2 separate regions of the Mus musculus genome follow, and region 2 is linked to region 1. Evidence: chromatin contacts called from public promoter capture Hi-C data. All regions are on one chromosome and are shown on one strand. Each heading gives the region's core, a stretch centred on a gene start, on an enhancer-like site or on the middle of the called end of the contact. The rest is flanking DNA. Distances are from core to core; before and after follow the strand shown.

Region 1 (4,776 bases), core at 1,388-3,887:
CAGTTGACTGGGGGAGCATTGGGAGGTGTGGGTTTGCTGGAGGAGGAATGTCGGTGGGGGTCCTCTTGGGTTTGAGGATTCCAAAGCCTTGTGCCATTTTGAGTTAGTGCTCTCTGCCTCCTGTTTGTGATTTAAGGTGTGAGCTCTTAGCTGTTTCTGTCACCAAACCCTTTCTCCACATCATGGACTAAGCATCTGAAGCCTGAAGCCCAGTTAAACATGTCATTTCTAAGTTGCCTTGGTCATGGTGTTTTGACACAGCAATAAAAAAGTCACTAAGACAGCAAATTTCTCCAAGTAACTTACAAGAGTGAAGACCAATGAAGAGTTTAGCATTGGAGACTGCACCTAAGGCTGTGTGAGCGCACACCCCTAGCACCTTGGGACAGACAAGAAATAGACTGTCATGAGGACAGGGTCCAGCACATGGCTCCTGCCATAAGAGAAAGGTGAGAGGTGGCAGGTCTTCTCCTGGGTCCTGACTCTTTACTGGAACTCAGCCTGGATGGACAGATGGGGCCTCCATGCCTCCCCATGTGGTCTCAGAGCTAGGTGAGTGACCCCAGCACTGTTTGGCCTTTCACAGCCTACCAATGGAAATGATTCTTGAGGGAGTCCTAACATGCCACTTGGGTTCCAGGGGAAGCACTTGCTATGGTTTGGATCTGGAATGTACTGAAAAAGTCTATGTGTTAAAAGCTTGGGTCTTAAGCCCCTGGCACTTTTGGAAGGTGGTGGCAGCGGGAGGTCTTCAGATCAGATCGTAGAGGACACACCCGTGATTCAGGTAGTGGGATAGAGTCCCTTTCTGTTTCTTTTTCACTCCTGTCCATGAAGCTGGGACTCTGCTCTGTCATGCACCACCACCTGTACTTTGGAACTTTCTGGAGGTGGACTATTGCTGGAACATGGAGATCATGTGGCTAAATCAATGGAAGATTGATGGTGGCAATATCTACTTTGATGTTGTTGAAGCCAATGTAGAGACCAGAAGCCAAAAATATACTACGTATGCTCCCCTCCCCCGACTTTTACCATCTGGTCTCAAGGACTCAGGTGGTGCTACAGAGGAAATACCTGTCCATCTGTCCAAATTGGGGAGGAACAGAGACCTAACTCTATAATCTTTTCTTTATAAATGATTCCTATTTGGCATATTTTAGAAAGTCTTCCATATCCCAAGGTTTTAAGCAAGAGACAAGCTACCAGAGAGGGCTTGCCTCTCCCAAACTACCTGTCCCATGGGGTGAACGTGCTGCAGCAAACAACTGGTGTTTGTAGGCGGGGTCTACTAGTCCCTTGTCTAATTGCTGTGATAAAACACACAGCAAGAGCAACTTGGGGAAAGGGTGGTTCACTTTGGCTCACAGTTCCAGAGGATAAAGAGCATCGTGACAGGGAACATGGGCAGCACTGCCTGGGGAAACTGGTCACATTGCATCCAAGTCAAGAAAGAGATAAACACTGGTGCTCCTTTTTCTTCAGCCCAAGTCACCGAGTGGGATGGTACCACCACAGTTAGGGTGGACCTTTCCACCTCATTAGCCTAATCAAAAAAATCCCTCACAGCCATGTCCAGAACTTTGTTTCCATGGTGATTCTAGCTCTGGACACATTGACACTATTAACTATCACCTAGGTTTCTTTCATAGATTTCACAGATTTTACTAAGATAATAGCCAGTCAAATTGATGGAGATGTGCTGCATCCTTGCAACGGGCCTCAAAGGAAAGAAGGCGTGACAGACACACATCCACAGAATCTGGGATGACATGGTCTGGGCTCTCTCATGGAAAAGGCTGCAGAACCCTGGGAACCCAGCCTGTTTAATACATACAGTTGGACACAGAGAGGGGTTACAGTTCAACATATAGCTGAATTAAGATGGCAGGGTTTATAGTATACAGCTGAACAAGGAGACAGGCTTAGCTCATCACTAGGAGCAGTCTCTGTGGGGGACCAGTCTTCAGGCGGTAAACATCCAGGAGGACAAAGCTAGAGAGGACATTTCTGCACACCCCGTTAACGTTAGAACGTCAGACAGGAGGGGTGGCTTTTCCAGTCCCATGGCTCTAAGGCACTGGGCTCCTTGATACGGCTATGCCCATATCAAACAAAATACACATTCACCAGGGCTCCAGTCACTATGGAGATAGAAAAAGATAACACTCAAGTCTGGCAAGAATGTGGAGAGACAGGCACCACTCTACATATATCATTCAGAGTACAAACCATGCCAAGTACAAACAACCCAGAGCCACTGGGTACTTGGTATGTAACGTAAGTCTGAAAATTCTTTAGGCTCATACACCCAGTAGTTCCATTTCTATTTAGCTCTAGTTGAGGTTCAGAAGTGTGGATAGAGATCTAAGTACGAAGGAGCTTAATCTAACTTTTTTTTTTCTGTGAGCAAAAAAGTTAAACTACCATTCGGCAGTATGATATAGTCCCATTTGGACCATTAAGCAAAACAAAACCCAAAACAAACAAGAAAAAAAACCAACTTCCAGGTAAATTACCACAGCCAAAGCCCACAGGGAACCGGCCTACCGGAGCTGCCGCGGGCACGCATGCGCGGGCATGGGCGCGGGGTGGGGCTTGCGCGGCTCTCCCTGCGCCGCAGCCACGCCCACCTCAGTTAGGTAACACGTGACCCAGTGAGTCGGGCTCTGCCTAGTGAGCAGCCCAGCCCAGCAGCCCAGCTCGGGGCCCAGCCCGGGGCCGAGCCCGGGGCAGTGCAGACTTGGTGACCTCAGAACCCGGAGGTGCGTGACCTCGACCCCGGAGCCGCGCAGGGGAGGAGCCGCCCGGAGGCGGGACTCTCAGTCCGGGTGCGAGGGAAGTGAGTGTGGGCTGCACGCCAGGTGGCGTTGGGGCGGGGGCAGGACCGGGCCACCGGGTGGGCTGCGGTCACGCACACCCCACTGGCCTGCTGGCTCGCCCGGCCTCTTGTGCGCCGAGAGAGAGAGAGCGGGAGCCGGTTCGGAAAGTCTCTCGCTGCATTGGCACTCCGGGGATTTGGACCGGCTCCAGAAAGCTCCATCTGAGCTTGTTTTCCGAGAACCTGTTGGAGTGTTTCTGCTTGTTTTGTTTTGTGAGGCTATGAGAGACCTGGAGGGAAGGCTGCTGAACTTTGGGAAGAAGATGAAAATGAAAACATTTACTTATTTATTTGTAGAGATTTCCGTAAACTAGATGAAGACAAGAGATTATCCATTTTACAAGTCGAGGTCACGTCTGTTTCTTAGGGATGGTTTCAGCCGCGATTGTTACTCGTTTGTTGGTTTTCTGAGACTAGTTAGGTAGGCTTTACCTCCTTGTTTAGCTGAAGGTGATCTTGAACCCCTGATCCTCGTCCTGCCTCTGCCTCCCTAGTGTTGGTGTTACAGGCTCAGGCCAGGATGCCCGGCACTAATTTTTAATTATACTGTTTTTCCACAGTTAGATTTTTGTTTTGGAAGCTTTACTTTCTAAATCATTCCATGCTAGATTTCATATGTAACATTTAAAAGCAAACTCAACTATATTTGGAACGGAGTTTCATTTGAGCACGTTAGGTACCTAGCACTGCCTTGCATGCTGTGGTTGCAGAGATAAGCAATATGGACAGGGTGCCTACTTCTTTGTGGTCACTGGCGGTGGGAATGCACACAGGGGCTGCCGCTGCAGGAATCAGTATGAAGCATTCTCAGAAGACTGACATTCGACCTGCCTGTACAACATCTTATGTAGCCAAAGATCTAAGTCCTACCACAGAGATACATGCACTGTGTGCGGTACAAGGCTGCATACCACAAGAAATGGAACTGATCTAGATGACTGTTGCCAGTTGGATTTTTTTAAACTGATACAAATGGATTTTTAAAATCGGTACATATACACAATAGAATTTTACTTTGCCACAAAGAAAAATGAAATCATGATATTTGTGGGAAAATGTTGGAACTAGAAATGACCCTGCTAAGTGAAATAAGCCAGACTCACACAAATGCTGGTCAGCCTTGGATACCTGAACACAATGCCCCCCTCTCCCAGAATCTACCATTGGCCAATAGTTCAGAAGTAAGAAGCGGTGCCTCACGAGCCACTTCCCTGATCCCTGTCTTGACAGCGCCAACCTTGTGCGAGCTCAGCACAGTAACAAGGTTGCTGGGCATGTATGATTGCAGTGGCTATATCTAATGAGTGGGATTTCAGAGCACTTCCTCTGTCCGCTGCCTTTGAAGTCTTTTGGTTCCCTGTCTTACAGTTGTTCCTAAGCCTTAGAAGGGATGCTATAAACATCTTATTTCAGGCTGATTCCTCAGCTTTCCTTAGCCTCAGTATCTATACTGCATTCCATGAGACTCTGCATTCACCATCGATGGCAAAGAGAGGTCTCTCTGGGGCTGAGAGCAGCATTTATTTGGCTGTGCTTATAAGCACAGATACTTAGAAGGACAGTTTGACTCTTCGTCAATTAAGCTGAACAACAGTAATAAGTTTCCCCAGGACCTCTCTAGGCATAGGCGATAGACAGGTTTTTCAGTACTGGGCATTGATTCCCATCTGCCCACAAATCCAGTCAGAGAAGGATTGGTTGTCTCCCTAAGAGTTGTGCCACTATTACAATGGTGGCTACATCTTGCCTGCCAGGTTGTGATTATAGTTCATAGAGTTTCGGCTAGTTAAGATTTGTCTTTTTTCTCCATCAGCCTCCATAGCACCAATGGCATTAACAGCTAGCCAGCATGGAGGAGGTTTCCAGGTCGCTTGCAGCTTGATTTCTTTGTATCT
Region 2 (4,776 bases), core at 985-3,484, 1.8 Mb before region 1:
AAAACACATTCACTATAGTTAATGATGAGCCACTGTTTATCTTAATTATGTCTACATATACAACCTATGCACTTTAAGACATACAATTTATTTGTATTGTTTTAATTGTGTGGGGGGAGGGTATCTACACATCAGTACAGGTACCCCAGGACATCTGCAGAGCTGGAGTTACAATCCATTGTGAGTCACTGGATATGGGTGCTGGGAATAGAACCCAGGTACTCTGCAGGAACTCTCTCAAGGCCCTAAGCAATAGAATTTAAACATTAAAAAACAAACCATTGATTGAGGTAACATGGCAAGACGGGCACCATTATATTAATTATCCACATTGACAATCTGTCCAGTTTCCAACTTCAACGTTAAGTGCTTGTCTTGTTGCTTTACTTACATTATGTTTGCAGCAGTACAACCAATTTTTAGGCTGGGTACTGATGCACATACCTGTAATTCCAACACTACACTGTGGAGGCTAAAGCAGGAAGATCCCATCAGGCAGTGGTTAGCCTGGGCTGTGTAGGGAGAAGCCATCTCAAAAACAAACAGAAAAGCAGAACCAGCAGCAGCCTGACCTATAATCGGTTACACAGACCAGGCCGGCCTCAAACAGCAGAAGATTCTCCCCACCTTTTCCTCCCTAGTACTGCGAGTGTTCACATGAGAACTGTATTTCTTTGCTAACATTTAAGGCCTTTTCTATAAATTAGATCTTTACTAGCGCTTTCATATTATTTTTGTTGTTGTTGTTGTTTTTGTGAGACAGGATCTCACTGTATAGCCCTAACTGGCTCAGAACTCGTTTTTGTAGACTAGGCTGGTCTTCAACTCAGAGATCAGCCTGCCTCTGCCTCCTGAATTCTGGCATTAGAAGTGTTTACCACTGTCTTGAAGATTCTATTGCTGTGAAGAGACACTATGACCACAGCACCTCTTGTAGAAAACATTTCATTGGGGCTAGCTTACAGGTTCATTTTCATCATGGTGAGAAGCATGGTGGCATGCAGGTAGACATGGTACCTCAGAGTTTTACATCTTGATCCACAGGCAGCAGAAGACTGTGTGCCACACTTGAGCTTATGACACCTCAAAGCCCACCCCAACAGTGACACACTTCCTCCAGCAAAGCCACACTGCCTAATAGTGCCACTCCCTTATGGGCCTATTGGGGCCAATTACAAACTACCACAGCCATGACGTGGAACTTGGTTGCCATTTTAACTTTTTTTTCACTCCGTGCTAAAGTGGAATTACATGCCTTTAACTTCAACACTTGGTAAACTGAGGCAGGATTATATTAATTTAAGGCCAGCCTGGTGTACATAATTAGTTTTAGACCAAGCAGATATACTGAGTAAGAACCTATCTCCAAATTAATAAGTAAACAAAGCGTTCCCAAATTTCTTAAGACTCTTTTGAAATGCGGGCATCATTCTTTGGCAGACACTGAGTTCGATCGACCCACGGGAAAACTGAGTTCTAATAACCCGCAGCAGCGGTAGTTGATTTCTACTTTACTCAAAAATGGACATGTAACCATTCACAGACCAGTACTCAAGTGGAGCAGTACAAGAAGTAATGGCATAGCAGGAATAACCCAACTTTATTCTAAAAACATTCAGGATTAAAAGCATGCCTCTCTGAAGGTTTTTAAAGCTAGCAGGACAAACGATTAAGCGAACATCCTCGCTCCTTTTCTTCCCTGGACTGGAAGTTTTTCAACACAGGAAGATCTAAAGACGAACACACGTAGATCATAAACAGGGTTCTGCCAGTTGATGGGTTAAAGGTTCCCAAGCTAGAGGGAAGCAGAAACGTTTGCAAGGAGATGACATCCAGCCCTAACCCTGCCGGACACCCGGAGGTGAGGGAAGAAAGGACCAAGGGGTCCGCAATCCCATCAGGCCCCGGACTCCACCGGCAACCTGGCTGGGCAACGTGACTCAGGAAAGCCCAAGGCTTGAAGGCGGCCTAGCGAGGCAGGCTCCCGGACGTCCCAGGCCCGCCTCGGGGCTCGGCTGAGGCCGCCTGAAGAGAGCTCGCGGTCTGCATCCTACCTGGCCTTGTGGCGACGCGGCGGCGAGGGCAGCGCCTCACACTCAACAAGGACCTGGCTCGGAGAACAGGCGATGAATCAGCCCGATTCCATTCAAAAGAGTCGCCCAGGCCTCTGCAGAGAAGTACTTCCGGGTTCCCGGCTTCCTTCGGCTTCCTTTCTTCTACCGCCAATTGGAGTCCGCCGGGGAGTGGAGCCGGCGGGGGGGGGGGGGGGGGGGGCGGAGCCGGCTGGGGGCGGAGGAGCACACAGCGCACGCGCAGGCCGCCTGGTCCCGGTCCCCGCGAGGCGGAAGTCAGGCGAGCTGCTCCGCCCTCCTGGTTTTTTTCACAGTGCCAATCCTGCTTCACTGAGGTCTCCATGCTTTGGGAATTTTGGAGTTATCAGCCTTGTGGAGGCTAGACTTGGCTTGGTTCTGTCCTTCGCCTTTGTGGCCTTCCTCAAAATGTAAAAGGTTGAATTAAGGTTTTCTTGGTCACTTGAAAAGCAAAAATTAAAGGGGTGGGGGATAGGGAGATGGTTAGAAATATACAGGCTCTTTCCGCATACAAGTTTACCTCTTCTTGCCTTCACTGCCTAAAAAAGGGGTTATAGGCCGGGCGGTGGTGGTGCACGCCTTTAATCCCAGCACTTGGGAGGCAGAGGCAGGCGGATTTCTGAGTTCGAGGCCAACCTGGTCTACAAAGTGAGTTCCAGAACAGCCAGGGCTACACAGAGAAACCCTGTGTGTGTGTGGGGGGGGGGGGGGGGGGAACCTCAAGGAAATTTGACGTTTTTCCAGTGTTCCTGCCTCTTATTTTCAGCTGTTTCAATACGTATTGAAAAAAAACTACTTCTCTACATAATTAAACGATAACGGCCTTTTATCTTTGTGTTAGATTTTCAAAACAAAGTTACTCAAATTAACTTTGGCAAGTTTCTATCACATCCTGGGACGCCGTTTAGGTCACTCACCATGTTTATGGATTACTCCCACTTTCTCAAATATGTTAAAATGCATCTTTAAAGCGTTTCTTTTTTTTTTTTTTTTAGATTTATTTATTTATTTATTTATTTATTTATTTATTTATTTATTATATGTAAGTACACTGTAGCTGTCTTCAGACACTCCAGAAGAGGGAGTCAGATCTTGTTATGGATGGTTGTGAGCCGCCATGTGGTTGCTGGAATTTGAACTCCGGACCTTCAGAAGAGCAGTCAGGTGCTCTTACCCACTGAGCCATCTCACCAGCCCTAATTTTTTTTAAAAGCATTCCTGACTCAAAAATCACCATGGAACTACTGAATGGTAGAAGAGAATGGATTACAGAATCATTCCCCTTTAGTAAAACTCAAAAGGAATATGGCTATTACAAGAATATGGTTATGATGGTTTGTATATGCTTGCCCCAGGGAGTGGCACTATTTAAAAAGTGTGGCCCTGTTGGAGTAGGTGTGGCCTTGTTGGTGTAGGTGTGTTACTGTGGGTGTGGGCTTTGACACCCTTATCCTAGCTGCCTGGAAGACAGTATTCTGCTAGCAGCCTTCAGATGAAGATGTAGAATTCTCAACTCTTCCTGTACCATCATGCCTGCCTGGATGCTGCTATGTTGATATCATCAAGATGCTGCCCATCTTGATGATAATGGACCTATAAGCCAGCCCCAATTAAATGTTGTCCTTATAAGAGTTGTCTTGGTCATGGTGTCTGTTCACAGCAGTAAAACCCTAATAAGACAGTGGTTAAGTCTTACTGGGCCTGGAGAGGTGGCTCAGCTACTAATCACTTTCACTTTTGCTGCTCTTCCAGAAGACCCAAGTTCATTTTCCAGCAACCACAGTGGGCGGCAAACTGCTTGTAACTTCATCTCCAGAGGATTCAGTGACCTTTTCTCTCAAGAGCACCGTACCCTCACACACATACATAAACATCCACATTTTAAAACATTATTTGTATTAATTCTCAAAGAATTAATAAACGTTAAACATATTCACTTCCCAGCTCATTCTATAACCCCTCTCTCAAACCTTCCCTCTCTTCGCACCCAACCTGGAACCACTCCTCCCTATCTAGTCTAGTTTGTGTTGCCCAACTAACAACTAACAGGAAATGTGGTTGACCTGCCTGGGGTTACATAATTAAAAGCTGTCTCTTCCTCTCCCTTCCCTTTGCTAGTGGTAGGATCTGGTACCTACCTTCCCACCACTATGCTGGAGTTTTGTCTGGCTTGAGTTTGCTTACTTCTTATGCATGTTGTCACATTACTATGAGTTTATTGTGCATCCGCCCAATGTCTAAAAAACAGTTTCTTTGATCCACCACCTCTGCTTCTGGCAATCTCTCCATCTAATCTTCTGAAAAGAGCCCTGGGCCTTGGAAGAAGGGATGAGATATGATGTATGATTGAAGCTGAACACTCCACATACTCCTATTCCCTGTGCATTGTCTCACGGAGAGTCTCTGTGTTAACTGACATCTACTACAAGAAGTATCTCTGATGAAGGCTAAAATGCGTTCTGATCTATGCTATGATCTAATGGTATTAGAAGTCATTTCAATACTATGTCCATTTAGCAGAATAACAGTATTGAGTTCTTCCTTAAAGCCTATGGCCTATCTAGACACAGTTCTTGGCCCTTTTAACAGTGCCAGGTATTAGTTCTGTGTAATAGAACAGACCTTAGTAATCAGAAAGTGTTGGTTACTCCAATAATATTTATGCCACCATTACATCAGCTGGAAT

The links. Capture Hi-C pulls out chosen DNA fragments and counts their contacts.
Region 2: a promoter capture Hi-C map of liver shows a contact between it and region 1, with 3 times the contacts expected there. The contact joins the promoter of Psmd14 here to the promoter of Wdsub1 in region 1. A contact is called at or near these places in 1 of 39 promoter capture datasets (pre-B cells) and 2 of 9 other capture datasets (adipose tissue and liver).

The regions. Positions count from the first base shown.
Region 1 is chr2:59,880,467-59,885,242 of GRCm38.p6, reverse strand. Wdsub1 (WD repeat, SAM and U-box domain containing 1) reads left to right here and starts at 2,637. Exons shown (of 11, transcript NM_001379396.1): 1 at 2,637-2,765. It overlaps Gm52554 (a long non-coding RNA gene), which reads right to left and starts at 2,564. Exons shown (of 3, transcript XR_003954039.1): 1 at 2,551-2,564.
Region 2 is chr2:61,709,152-61,713,927 of GRCm38.p6, reverse strand. It overlaps Psmd14 (proteasome (prosome, macropain) 26S subunit, non-ATPase, 14), which reads right to left and starts at 2,234. Exons shown (of 12, transcript NM_021526.2): 1 at 2,055-2,234.